Regions from separate parts of the Drosophila melanogaster genome. Here regions 1 and 2 are each linked to region 3. Evidence: chromatin contacts called from public HiChIP or PLAC-seq data. All regions are on one chromosome and are shown on one strand. Each heading gives the region's core, a stretch centred on a gene start, on an enhancer-like site or on the middle of the called end of the contact. The rest is flanking DNA. Distances are from core to core; before and after follow the strand shown. Region 1 holds the start of Abca3 (ATP binding cassette subfamily A member 3). Region 2 holds the start of Mnr (Membrane-bound Notch regulator). Region 3 holds the start of CG32512.

What was found. HiChIP or PLAC-seq counts read pairs in DNA pulled down with a chosen protein or histone mark.
Region 1: an H3K27ac HiChIP or PLAC-seq map of the Kc167 cell line shows a contact between it and region 3, with 4 times the contacts expected there. The contact joins the promoter of Abca3 here to the promoter of CG32512 in region 3. A contact is called at or near these places in 11 of 107 Hi-C or Micro-C datasets (the Kc167 cell line, the ML-DmBG3-c2 cell line, the S2 cell line and 5 more) and 1 of 6 datasets of contacts at active chromatin or transcription factors (the Kc167 cell line).
Region 2: a contact with region 3 is called in a Psq HiChIP or PLAC-seq map of the Kc167 cell line, with 4 times the contacts expected there. The contact joins the promoter of Mnr here to the promoter of CG32512 in region 3. A contact is called at or near these places in 1 of 1 datasets of contacts at CTCF or cohesin (the Kc167 cell line), 10 of 107 Hi-C or Micro-C datasets (the Kc167 cell line, the S2 cell line, embryo and 5 more) and 2 of 6 datasets of contacts at active chromatin or transcription factors (both in the Kc167 cell line).

What each region holds. Positions count from the first base shown.
Region 1 is chrX:21,304,214-21,308,390 of dm6, forward strand. Abca3 (ATP binding cassette subfamily A member 3) reads right to left here and starts at 2,452. Exons shown (of 13, transcript NM_134601.3): 1 at 2,122-2,452; 2 at 1,317-1,530. It overlaps CG1801, which reads right to left. Exons shown (of 14, transcript NM_167739.3): 12 at 4,013-4,177; 13 at 3,874-3,939; 14 at 3,373-3,722. The coding sequence ends at 3,470. It overlaps tRNA:Tyr-GTA-1-1 (transfer RNA:Tyrosine-GTA 1-1), which reads right to left and starts at 322; the gene lies at 228-322. tRNA:Tyr-GTA-2-1 (transfer RNA:Tyrosine-GTA 2-1) reads left to right here and starts at 500; the gene lies at 500-607.
Region 2 is chrX:21,277,948-21,282,653 of dm6, forward strand. It overlaps Mnr (Membrane-bound Notch regulator), which reads right to left and starts at 3,224. Exons shown (of 6, transcript NM_167735.2): 1 at 3,099-3,224; 2 at 1,235-1,239.
Region 3 is chrX:21,064,461-21,069,220 of dm6, forward strand. CG32512 reads right to left here and starts at 3,080. Exons shown (of 3, transcript NM_001298580.1): 1 at 2,140-3,080. The coding sequence starts at 2,759. The region is part of intron 2 of bves (bves,); the gene reads left to right.

The DNA of each region.
Region 1 (4,177 bases), core at 1,202-3,701, 240 kb after region 3:
AATTTAGGTGTGAGTGGTTGCATTGCTAGTCGTTTATCGAGTTACTCGTTGCTAAGCTTTTATTTGGGATAACGATAGAAATTAGCAAAAATATTTAAATATTCCATGATCAAAAGCAACGAAAGTGCCACTTCTCTCCTGTTACATTAATTTAAATGTCCGATGTTCTCAGGTCAGCAATATGATCTCTTTGCTGTGTGCAAAAAATAAAATTAAAGTGAAAAAAATCCTTCGAGCCGGATTTGAACCAGCGACCTATGGATCTCTGCCATTGCGATTTACCATCTACAGTCCACCGCTCTACCAACTGAGCTATCGAAGGTGCGATGGGCGCTCCAGCCGAGCAGATAAACAAAAGCTACGAAAATGAAGCCATGCGAACTAGTAAAAGTGAAAGGTAAGCTATGAGATGCATATATTGTAGCATATGTAGCTGGCATATATATTATATAGAAATTTAAAATAAAGCAATGTCAGCGGGGCAGAGTTTTAGACACAACCTTCGATAGCTCAGTTGGTAGAGCGGTGGACTGTAGACGGTTTCATATTGAATGCAGAATACAGAGCAGAGATCCATAGGTCGCTGGTTCAAGTCCGGCTCGAAGGATTGTTCTTTTTTTTTGGCCCCGACACGCTCCGAAATGCCATAATTCGCCCAGGGCGATCTTGAATCATAAAACGAGTATTAGACTCTAGGGCCCCCAATAGCAATACGATGCGGAATGTTGATATGGATTGTTTCACAGAATGTACCGAAAGCAATAAGAGCTCCATTCATCACGAGGACCTCTCTCTCACCTGCTGACTAATTTGGAACGATGAATCACCGAGTGTCTTTAATGGCACCTGACATTTTGACATGTGACGCACATAAAAGAAGGAGTACTGTACTATCGCCAACTGATTGGCCAATCTAACGGCCCATGTAGCATTTCTCGTGCACAGTGGATTGCGGTGATAATAGTGGCATTATCATGAATTCAATAAACCCACAGCAGGCTACCCATTCACTTCCCAAGGGTCTGAAGAGCAATCTGTTAAACTCGCTGTTGATCGATACAAGGAAGTTTGACAGCTAACAACAAACACGTGTAAAGTTGAAAGACTTAGTCATACTAGCAATATCTTTGCAAGAACATACTGTCATACAAAGCTCTCTTAAGATAACAATGAGGAATGCCCTTGTTTTTGATTTGAAAAGAAAATTTTCAATCGAAAATGAGAATATGTATATCCCCAATGATCGTGAATCACATTTTAATAACATGGAACTAGCCATGGAAAATTAGATAATGTTCAATTACTCTTGCACTTACCCCGTGAACGTTTTGAAGGCAATAATTGCAATTGCAACTCTGTTTGTTTTGTACTGTTTGTTGTTCTTGCGATTAAGTGAGAGCCCACTTAGTGATAAAAATTACATCGACATTGAAAATTACTGCATAATCAATTGCCAATCAAATTGCTGCAATTGCGATTAATTATTTATGCTGACGCTTTGCCCTTTTTGCACTCGTATTTGCACTGTCACTGAAATTGGAATATATTAGAAGGATAACAAAAACAAAATGTTTTACATAAACAGGGTTGCACAGCTTCGGTTCATCAAATTAGGCCCTGAACCAGGATTCTTTTAACTAATTTAAAGCAAACACTCTTGAACCTCTTCGGTTGATTTCAAATATTTTTGAATTAATTTTGCAAAAATTTACATACATATGCATATATATTAACAAAAAAGAAATTATAATATGAGTTTTCACTTCACTTTTATGAATACTTAAATTAATATATATATTTATTTACATATGCACAGAGTTATGAAAAGATAAACATAAAACTTCAAGAAATTTAGTTGTTTCCTTAAAATATAATGCATACGTAGGTTTCTTCGTTAAGGGTGTTATTAAATTCAAACTCTTGCGATCACATTTAGCAGCCCATTCCCCAACGGTCAAAGTTCAACGGCGGTGCCGTCTAACTGTAAATATGACTGCATCACTTGGGGATGCGCATGCAACAATTCACGCCCGGGAAAATGTGTGTATGCACCGTTATACAGACAAACCGTGCAAGTGTGTGCTTGCGTTTTGGCAAAGATATCCAGCAACAACTACGAACCGGCGAATTTGCGGCAATAATTCGGATTTCGCCCACTGTGCGGCTGTCTAATGATTATTCCGCACTAACACCGCGAAACATAAACAATATATACATATGTGCGCTGTACGAATATTTAGCTTTTATTAGTTTTTATCTCTTGCTGCGTCATTGAGCTGACCAAAAGTTCATAATAATCGATTAGTAAAACGCCGTCCGCACTTCTATTTAATATTTTTCATATCAATAATTTGCCTGATTTGTTTTTAGGGGCTTAACAGCTGTTGTTAACACACACTGAAACACACAAGAAAATAATGATAAGCTAATAGTACTTCTAACGCCGCCGGAGATGCCAAACAAAATGAAACGAAACGAACTGTTAGGCAGCTAATAACAACAATGAGAGCGGAGAGAGCAGAGCACAGAGCTGAGCTGAGCAGTTAGATTCTAGCTTTGGTCTACTTTGCGGTAGATTTAGTTCTATGATAAGTAACGCTCAACATTTTTTAAACGGACTAACAAAATCTTTCTAGAATAGACGAAATTCATTATTATTGGGTTTCAAAGAAGAAGCATCACGCAAATAATAGCAATTTTTTATTCATTCTGAGTTTGTGCAGCCTTTAAAGCAGCTTTTTTGAAGCAAAAATCTGGGCAGCACTAGCGGTAACAAAGAGAACGAATAACAACTGTTACGTCAGCTGGCATTGAAAGTAAGAGCTAGAAATATTCTAACGCCAAAAATATAAGCATCGATTATTGGTCTATCGATAACGGACGCGCGCGCTAATGGACAAAGTTCAAAATCTATTTTGAAAGTAGTTTCAAATCTACGTAAAGCGTAGTATTTATTTTTAAATAGTATCCTTGCCAAAAACTCTAAACTCAAAAGCTCGCACTAAGTACTCTAATAATGTAGTTTTTAATCTCAATGTTGGTCCTGCAGCTAAACTGTCTGTTCATCAATTAATTATCAATTGCTAGTCGGAAATGTGTCAAAGAAACGAGCACGCAAATGAAAAATGAATGCGGGCACGTGCAGAGCTTCCCAGAACCTATGAACTTCCCCAGGGATTATTATTATTTATGCAAAGCCACACGTGTGGAACCAGCAAAGTTCTCATTTCTTGAAAGCGGGTAAGCCCACATTTCCAAGGCCCTGCGTCTGGACAACTGAGGCCAGACATTGACCTCCGCATGAGTCAGCTGATTTGGTTAATTTTTAGTTATTTTAAATTGTTCTCCCATTTAAAACATTTTTAAATAACTGCTGGAAAATTAATCAATTTTACATTTGAACACTGTTTAGAAACGTATAATGGTATATAATGGTATAATAAACGCCTTCCCCAATAAGTGCTCGGAACTACTTTTTTGCTCTGCCCTTTTTGGGGGACGTCGTGTCCAGGGGAAGCGGACCCTCCGTCTGGACGAGGTGGTGCTTCAACTGGGCCCGGGTCTCCTGCACCTGGGCCACCACACTCATCATGTCCGCCTGGTAAATGCAGTAGTCGCTCACGTTGAGACGCAATTTGTTCTTCTCCATTGCGCCATACAGGAATGAGTAAACGATGTGGCCCACTGGCACGTAGAATTTGAACCAATTGTTAAGTCGACCTCTGAAACATACACGACAACATTAAAAGTAAATTATTATGAAATCTTTTTTAAAAGCGAATTTAAATCAACTCAATAGTTATTTAAGTATCGGTCGAATAAATGTGGAGCCTATGCTTTAATGATATAGGAAAATTCATATAGGAAACTTACACTAGCTCTGATCTATTGTGCAGGAAGTTGACGAACTTGGCCAAATTTTCCACATCCTTACGCAAACTGATGGAGAAAAAAATGCATTATATTATTATTATTATCCATGAACCAGGGGACAAAGCTATGTAAAACCCACTTCTCCTCCGATTCGGCGAGGGTGGCTCCATCGCGGATGAGCCGAACCTCTAGATAGAATCCATGGCTGTACTTGTATCGTAGATACTGCAGGCTGCCGATGGCCAGCATCTCGCTGTCCTGGAACAGGATAATAAAGTCGGCAAGGATTTTGCACTCCAGCTCA
Region 2 (4,706 bases), core at 1,974-4,473, 210 kb after region 3:
CCTCCTCCACGACCCTTTTTCACCGCTTTTTCAACCCCTTTTAGCCTTTGTCTCTGTGCATTTGGCTTGACAGTCACAGCAACCAAAAGTGCGCTATGTGCTTTTGTTTTTCGCCTTTCTCTCGATTCCAGTATTGTTTTGTTTCACATTTTGTTGTCGTTGCGCTTAGCCGATTTGTCTTGCCCTCCTTCCCCGTTTTTCCCAATTTTCCCCGATTTCCTTGGCTATTCTTGCGGCTTGCCAGGGGCTTCGGGCAACATTTTGCAGCAGTTCTCTGAGGTTTGCATTATTAAAATACGTTTAAAGCTCGAAAGAAAACCTCCGAATACCTGTACACACAATTATCTTCTGTATGTTTTCTGAGCATAACTTTCAATCGCAGCTAATTGTTTGCGTCAGCAAAAACTTTCGGAGATTCCACACAAATTAAATTTCCCCAAGCAAAAAAGTTGCCAATAATTTGCGTGTGGGTCGGGGGATAATCGAATATAACTTAGCCTCATGGAAATTATTTGTTGCGAAAGTTTTGCCCGTTCAGGCAAACTTTGCGACTGGTTTAGCATAATAGCGATATAATTTTTTGCCATTTTTCAACTTCAATATAGAGGCATTTAATTGATTTTGATCGATAGTAGAAGCCTAATTGAATCCGGCCCCGTCTTCCGATGTTTGTGATTATAGACTTGACTTTGATAGATGGCCTAATTGCTAAATTGGTTGTATGAGCTGTAGATTTACTACTTATTCGACGGATAGTTTCAAGAGGTGTTTGCCATAAACATAAATTGTTTTGTTGTTTTGACAAATAGGAAAAATAACTTTCATATAAAATTGGGCACCAGCTTTATCAAGTTTTAAATACTGAATGGAAATAAAATGGAAAAATAATAGTGATTGTGTTGAATATTCAGATACATTTAATATATACATACTTTTTCACGATGCTTTACTCTATTTTCGTTGAAAAAATTCCAAAAAAAAAAAAACATAGCTCTGCAATCCGATAGATTGCTTAATATGTCCAATAAAAGCTCTTGCAAACACGTTATTCCAAGCTAATGTCAAAAATGTTTTCCCTGCCGCATTTCAGTCAGTTTTCCTAAAGTTTTCCTGATTGATTTGTCGGAAAGCACAAGACTTTGCAGCGAAACAAAAGTCGCAGTAAATTAATAAGCCTGCCGCAGACGCGGGGGGCAGTCAGGCCCCCTATGACCAAATGGTAACACATACTGACCTGACCTACTCTCCGGTTGCGAGTTGGAGCACGGGCCCGAGTATGGGATCCAGAACGGGAACGGGAAGAGGAGCGTTGCACAGCGGTGGCAGTGGCGAAAATAGTAACATAAAGAATAAAACACAAAAATATATGTAGAAAAAAATATAGAAAATTTTGTTATAGAAAAAATTGGACTCTGTGTGGTATAGGCTTATAAGTGAGAGCACTTGAGTATACACTGAGAGAAATAAGGCAACTCGCGCCTTGAAGGCAGACAATATCAGCGAGCTCTTAGCAATCATTTTTCACTTGAATTTTTTGAGTTGGCTCCATGATTAGCACTTAACGGCTGCCATCCTGAGTATATTTAAGATTTGCACTTATTTCCGATTAAATGTTCACACTTAGGATAGGAACCGATCTGCGCGCAACGTCTCGAACTCTAATGAATTTCCCGCCGTGTAAAGTGGAGACTGGGAGCCTTTGGAGACCTCGCTGTTTGAAGCCCCTTTGCTGTTCCCCGATCCCCGGCGAGGGTCCTTCATGCTGGGCCCCCGGAACACGCGATATTACTGGGGGGGAATATACACATACATATGTATATGCAGGAGAAGGAGCGGGGTCTACATACTATATGTACATATATTCCGGGGAATGCAAAGGGGTCTAAAACGACGACGGTGGGCATGGCTGACTTTATTCTGACGGACTGTTGCGTGTTTTGGAGCCAACAACTGCGATGTACTCGTTGCCATTGTTGTCGCCGTTGTTGTTGCTGTTGTTTTTGTTACTTTGTTGTTGCGGCTTCCATTTACTTTCTATTGTATTATATTTTATATGCTTTGACAAAGCCCCAAGCCACTTAGACAAACTGCTTCAACTTTCTGCCCGGCTCTTGTTGCTGTTTATTATTGTTATTTAATGTTTATAGTTCGCCGAACAAGACGCGATATGTGGGTGGTTTCAGGCGGCATCACCCCTTCCCTTTCGGAGGCGTTGGGAAAGGGATTATTAGCCATGTATATTAGATGACGTTACACGACCCGGCCTACAAAAGAAACACGAAGAACCTCCGAGGAAATTGCTAGACAAAGTGGAACACTCAACACTGATCATCGCAATTAGTATGTCCCCATTTAAAGCATGGCTCTTGCATTACAGAGTTTAGGTTTAGAATTAAGTGACAAATAATTCAAATGATTTTTCCAGTATAATTAATACACTGAAGACGTCTTCGCATTAATGCGTTCAAGTCTTTTAAACCTCTTTAACTAACGTTTTGCGTTTGGAACGTTAAGAAAATATGTTTGACCATTTTAGATTTTTCAAAAAGAAAATTTAAAAACTTTTCTCCTAACAAGTTCAATGGCATAATTCGGCAATTTAAACACTGAGCCTGTGAGTTGAAAGCGTTTCCGAAATTCTTAAGCGCTTAGCAAAATTTTTTTTTTTTTTAATTGATATCCATCAATAAAATCAGCTAAAAAAAACAACATTCGAATTGCTAATTAGCAAGAGAGAGAAACGAATTAGAAAAGGCAAAGCAGAGATGACGATCACGATCACGATCTCACACACTCGAAAAAAACTATATATGCAAATATGTTTTAATTGAGCACAACAACAATGGCAACAACGTTGGCGGCACAGATTGGATTCACTTTGTTTTTAGCACTTTTTCGCAGAAAAAATGATTTAATGGCACAAAAACGAAAAAAAGAACAACACAATAAAAAAAAATTTCAGTTGTGAGAAAAAATCCCAAATCATTAGCACTTTAATTGTATTTTGGGTTTATTTTCAGTTTTTTTTTTCGTTAGTTTTTCTTTTTTTGTTTTCTTTTGATTCGAAACGCGTTTCGTGAAATCACCGGCTTACGTACGTTTATAATTTGCGTCAAAATCGCTGAGAACTGCGTTCGTTGTGGGAGCTAAAAATTAAACCGTCGGGAGCCCAACTGACACCTTCAGTGCTTCGTTTTGCACTGAGCGCCAACGCAGCGCCAGTGTAGCGCCAAAAACCGGTTCGGCTCCACGTTCAACGGCTCATGGGGACTCGGGCATCTTCGGCAATTTGGCCTTCGTGCCCGCATCGCATCATCTCGCTCTTTCCCTTGCTCCCGTTCAGCCTTCCTCCTACCATACCCTGCCCTCGCCGTTGCACCAACGCGATTTCAATGCCAAGCCAAAGCAGATGTTACCAGCGTGGATTTTGTTGTTTTGATTTTTTGTCGCGCTCGCACGTGCGCGAGTGTGTGCGTTTTTGTTTTGTTGGTGGCAAGTGCAACGCTTTCGAATACCGTGTAACTTCAGATAGCTCTGATAGAATGAATTTAGAACTATAGCGATCAGCCTAATAACTGTAGTGTTTATTTCAGAAGAAATAAATACATATGTACATATGTATGACAGGAACATAGAACTTCAAAAATACACATTTCATAAGCATTGACCAAAACACACGACACAGCAGTGATTTGAAATTTACACTTCCTTCAATAAGTAAACTTACATACCTAACTGATGTAGCAGAATCAATATTCGCTTACCATATTGCGGTTGTAACAGATTATAACTTATCCCATCTTTAGATTTTCAATAGATTCATTCTGAAAGCCAAACAAATAAATTAATTGGTATCAAAGTTCAGAATCACATCACTTCCTGCATACCCTGCATATTTACCACTAACGGCACTTACTCACACCGGAGTAAAAAGAAAAAGAAGGCAAAGAAGAAAAAGCAGAAACGCCAGTTAAAAGAAAGTTGGCAGCGCTATGATTTTAATTGGGAATCGTTTATGGGACAGAGATTTTTCTAATCCAAATGAGTTATTCGGTCATTAGTAAAGCTATTAGGGTTCCCTCCCGCTCATGATGTCTCTCACTCCCACCCTTGATCACTCTGCTGACGGTATCTTTTTTATACCCTATATGAGGGATTCATAAATATGGTTTCCCTTATTTTTTCAGAAGCTTTTAACTTTTGGTTTGCTGGCACGTTAAATATATGTACATACAAATGTATGTACATACATGCATACATTGTGTACAATAAATACCGATCCAGGCTATTCAGCACAATAAACAATACTTTTTTGGTAAGGAACTTTAAGATTCGGTCAGATTTCGCTTCTCTTCCTATTGTAACATTTATGTACATACATATGTATGTATGTACATATATATGTATTTTCAGTTGTTGTTGTTGTCATAAGCAAGGCAGAACGAATTTTTCAAGTTCAACATGTCGCCGCTTATTTTAATTTTAATCACACAACACAAAACATGAGCCGTGGTTATTGCTGTTGTTGTGGCTTTTTGTGTTACATTTTAATGTTATGCGGCCTTTGTTTGTTTGTTTATGCACACAAAACATTTATAAAAGTGCCCCAGGGTGGACTTCAATTGTTCCTAAAATTTAAGGTCATGCGGTGCAGTTTATAGGAAATTATTTAAGGCGAAACTGAATTTCCAACACATGTGCGTTTT
Region 3 (4,760 bases), core at 1,830-4,329:
TGTCCGATTAGATTTGATTTGCGGCGAACTTTTGCACCGATTGCGATCGTGCGAATTCACCGTCTCCTTTTCCCCCACGTTATGGCTATCCCTTTCTGTTCGTGTCTACGCATTTGTTGCGTCTCCGTCTCCCCACCAACCCTTCCTAGTCTGGCATTTTGCATATCCGTCTGTTACGTTTTTATGTCTTTTTTGCACACTTTTTTCGCCGTTCGTTTTTGTTTTTGTCGCGCGGCGAATAGAGCCCAAGTGGCGTACGTGCGCAAACGCATGCAACCGAATATTGTATATTTTCGCCGCCCCCCCCCCCCCCCACTATTACCCTCTCTCTCTGTTGCTCTCGAGGGGACCATAACTAAAAGCCAGAAATTGGCAATCTCTATGCGGTATTCATAGCAAAAAAGCGTGGATAATGCAGCTTTGTACTTGCACTTGGGGCGAATTCAGTGGAATCAGCTGGCGACCAGCTGATAAAACGATAAAACGCGGCGAACGCAGCTGATTTATGGACAGGGGTGAAGAAAAGACAGCAAGTCCATACTACAGTTGCAGTCAACATATTAGGCCAGCCATAAATGCAAATATTGATTTAATAAATTTTTTCAAACTTGCAACTAAATAACTCAATCGACTGGTAACGAACGGTCTTGCCGCGACATCACTTTTAAATCAATCGTCCTTCCTTGCATGCTACAGTTTTTCCCCGGACTGTATGCACGCGAAAGCTCTTCCCGATGACGTAGGACCCGGATCGCACTTTGCACTCCAGCAGGTGGTTGGTTGCGGATTGGGCGAGAGAGCGAGCCAACAAGAGCGGGTGATTCAGGGGGTTTTAGGGAACTCTATTGACATGCCAATTGTCGTCATAGCGCCCCACTGACCGCAAGATAACGACCGTTTCTAGACACACCCCCGCGCCACCCGAGGTTTAACATATCGCTTGACATTGAGTCAGCATTACGGTCAAGGCGAATATCACTTGATCGTATTTTTAGACTCACGCACTTGTCGTTAGTAATGCGGCCTAGAGGCCCAAATTCCCGTGAATCACCAACAGAAATTGGGGCTTACGTTAACTAAGGTTAGGAAAGGAGGGGTTCTTCTGTTTGGCTATGCAATTGTTAATAAATTATTCCATTTCTTGGGGTTCCACTGTGGCGATCGATATCGTGCAGGTCACGAGTTTGGCGTCTGCTGCCAGGCATTATCAATGGGGTGCTAACAATCTGTTTAATGGTCTTCGTTGTATTTCGCTTTCTGGCCAAAGCTGTTCAGAAAGTTTGAGAGTGCTGCAAATCAGTTTAGTGTTTAGTAGCTGTGACATTTTAGTTAAATACATACATACATATATTGTTAAACTTAGTCTAATAGTCTTTAATGCTTATGTTAAGAAGCCACTTTAGTGTGTTAATAGACCAACGACAGACGTTTCTTGTGTCTGCTGTTTGCATAACGGTTGTACGCCCCAGACAACAGCAGACGGTGGAAAAATTCTACGCTTATATTTGCATTTATAAATATCAATATAGGGGCGTGATCAGCATGATCCGCAGCCGTGACAATGAACTGATAAGAGCTGATAGTGGCGCTAGCATTTAGGATTTCCTTCCTTCGTCAGCTGATGAATTTATTGGTACATATTTAGTAACAGGGGGCGTGCTATATGCCGACCAATGATCGCTACAAAATAATCTTTATGATACATACAGATCAATTTTACTTCGGGTAACTCAATATTCTCCCGTAAATATTAACTTCATTGGCTATTTTTAGAAGTATTTGCACTTTGTGATCATACAAATACAAAATATTCGCCGTCAACGGAGTAAAACTACCAATAAGTTAATTGGATTCGCAACAGAGTTGTTAACAGAACTAATGGAATAATAGAAACTGCACTAAGAGTCAAAAACCTGAATTGTAGAAAAACTAGCAGATATTTTATTTTAAGCGGCACTATCCAAATGTTAAATATTTTAAAGTGACTTAAGTGGCAGTATGCGAATATATTAGAAAGTTTCAACGGAACTCTATCTCCTAAATTTGTAGCAGGTAATTATTGAAATGAGACAACTTAGGAGTCCAGTTGAAAGATGATGGATGATGTGTTTTAGCGGGGAATAATGGTGGGAGACTTACGTGTACAGGCGACTGGCCTGCAGCTTGGCCACCAGGCAGGTGATTCGCTCGGACACCTGCCTAGTCATCTGGGTGCCGATGGCCAGGGCGTCGTCCATTGACGGCTCCATGGAGCTCAGCTTGCGCTGCTGTTGAGCCTTCAGGGCGGCGGCGGGCGTGCTGGTGGCCAAGGGCTCCTCCTCCTGCAACTCCATCTCCTTGAGCATCTGCTGCTGCTGCTCCTGCTGCAGCTTGCGAAATCGCGGGCAGAATCGTAAGAGGTCGCTTCTGGGTGTGGGGGCCGGTGAGATGACCTTTGGACTGGTTGTCATATCCGCCGACGGCGACGATTTCAAAACGGTTTCGGTAACGCCGCTATCCTCGCTATCGCTGCCGGTGACCGAGGAGGACGAGGAGGAGGAGGAGGAGTCGCTGGCGCTACTGCTTAGCTCGAGTTCCTCAAGGAACTGCTGTTCCCTGTGCAGATCCTTTTCCAGATCTCTCCGCTGCTGCTCCTTCTTCTCGCGCTTCTTCAGCGTGTACTTGACACTCTTCACCGCCTTCGATGGCATCCCACAGGCCATGTAGCGCTCGATCTGCTGCTCGTTGTTTTTCTCCACGATCCCTGAATTGTGGCACATCTTTGCATTGGTTTCTGTGGCTCCTCTTTGAATTGATAATCCTTTTTAGATGCTCTGTATTCTTTTTGGCACTCTTCTTTGTCTCGCTTCGCACAGCAAAAAAATTTAATGGGGGTTACTTAACTTTCCGTTTGTATATTTTAAATATTGGATTTTGGGATTTTTCTACACCGCGCTTTCGGATCGGTTTGTGGGTTTTGACTGCGATTCTAACGTGGGGTTGGGTTAATATTTGGGGTGGTTATTTTTTTTTTTTTTGGATTCCGGGGGGACCAAGTGCGACACGCGGCGCGTTGAGGTGTGCGATTTTGAATGGGAAGTCGCCGCTGCCATTAGCTTTTATATATACCGCCGACAACGCCAGTTCTTGCGCCAACGGCGCTGCCCGCTCTGCTTCCGCTCTCTTCGGACGCGGCGAACGCTCCGCTCTCTTCGGGATCTACATTTTGCACTCCGATCGAATCGGCGGAGCTGATGCAACAGTGGGACTAATGGCGGTGCCCAGTGGGTTGCCCAGTAGTCCAGATCAGCATGATCGCGTGCTTTCTTATCCGCAAAGTGCATTTGCCTTTATAACCGTAAAAGCCAAACACTTGGATTGATAGATGGCTTTATTGTTATATCGTTATATATATATATCGATCGACTGTGTAATTATATGTAAAGCTACCAATATATGTAATACTACCAATAAGATAAAATCTGTACTAGGATGTATATTTCCAACGCTTGGAAATGAAAATCAGACAATTGAACAGATCGATGATCCATAGATCTGTGTCACTCCAATCTATATAGTAATCTAAATATAATATGTAAAATGTATTAACTATCGTATACAAATTAAGCCATATATTCAGACAATCAATCGTATGATTTAAAATGGAACCGAACAGATAAGATTAGTCAATTGGTCTGCGATTATTGGCATTGGTTTATAAATTTAGCAAAACAATTGACTCAATTCCAGTTTCGTTTGAATCAATTTGAAATTGTTTGGTTTTTTTTTTTTTAACATTGGTGTCAACCCACTTAAGCCGGATTGCAAATCCCACTGTGCGATGCGTTTAAACTGGATTATCCCAAAAAGAGCGGCCGTTGGGAGGCTGGGCTTCAGCTGGCGATCTCTTAAATCTAGCGAGGTTTTTAAGAGAGCCGCCGCCTTATCAACAGCAAGTCTCAATTAATGGTGGCTGTCACGCTGCGATCGTTTGGCATTATATGCCGCCTTATAAGCACCTGACAAATGGATGCCACATGTGAATAGTTAGTGGCCCAACCTTCAGACGTTTATTTTTTTCGATTTTTTTCGCCAGAAACTTTCCAACAATGTTGCGCCGAAAAAGTGTGGAATCCACAGCGGGATGCAAATGCCTTGAATTCCTGCGACGTCACCAGCGCGTTCGAGCAATCCCCGCCTAATGCACACATACATACATATGTATCCATATGTACATTGGATCCACCGATTCTGGTTTATCACCAGTGAGTCGTCGGCTTAAATTCGGCGAATGGCTTCGATCACTTGCGTCGTGGGGAACGATTTCTTATTTCGATTTCGGAGAAACTCCCCAACGGATATTTAATATTCTGTTACCCATTCGGGGGGAAAAACTTTTCCACCCACCCCCCGGATTTTGTGGGTATTAGACACATTTGCCACTGACGCAAGACATCTGCAAGAAATCACAGGTGAATCATATGGAAAAGAACACGTTCAGCTCAGCACTGATCACTCGATGAATATATAATACAAAGCAATGATTAAACTAAACGGTAGTTGAGCAAGTAGCTAACTATACATGCAAACATAATCCATTTACACTTTGATAGTAGATCGTAGACTCTTAGAAAGTAGCCGCAGCCCAATTCGAAATGCTAATGATAACGAAAATCTGGTTGGGTGAATCACCCAGTGATTCAGTGGGGCTTGACGAGGATCGCCTCCTAGCCAGATCAGTTAAAAGTCCCCCACTGAAACTGACCACTTCTTGCGATGTG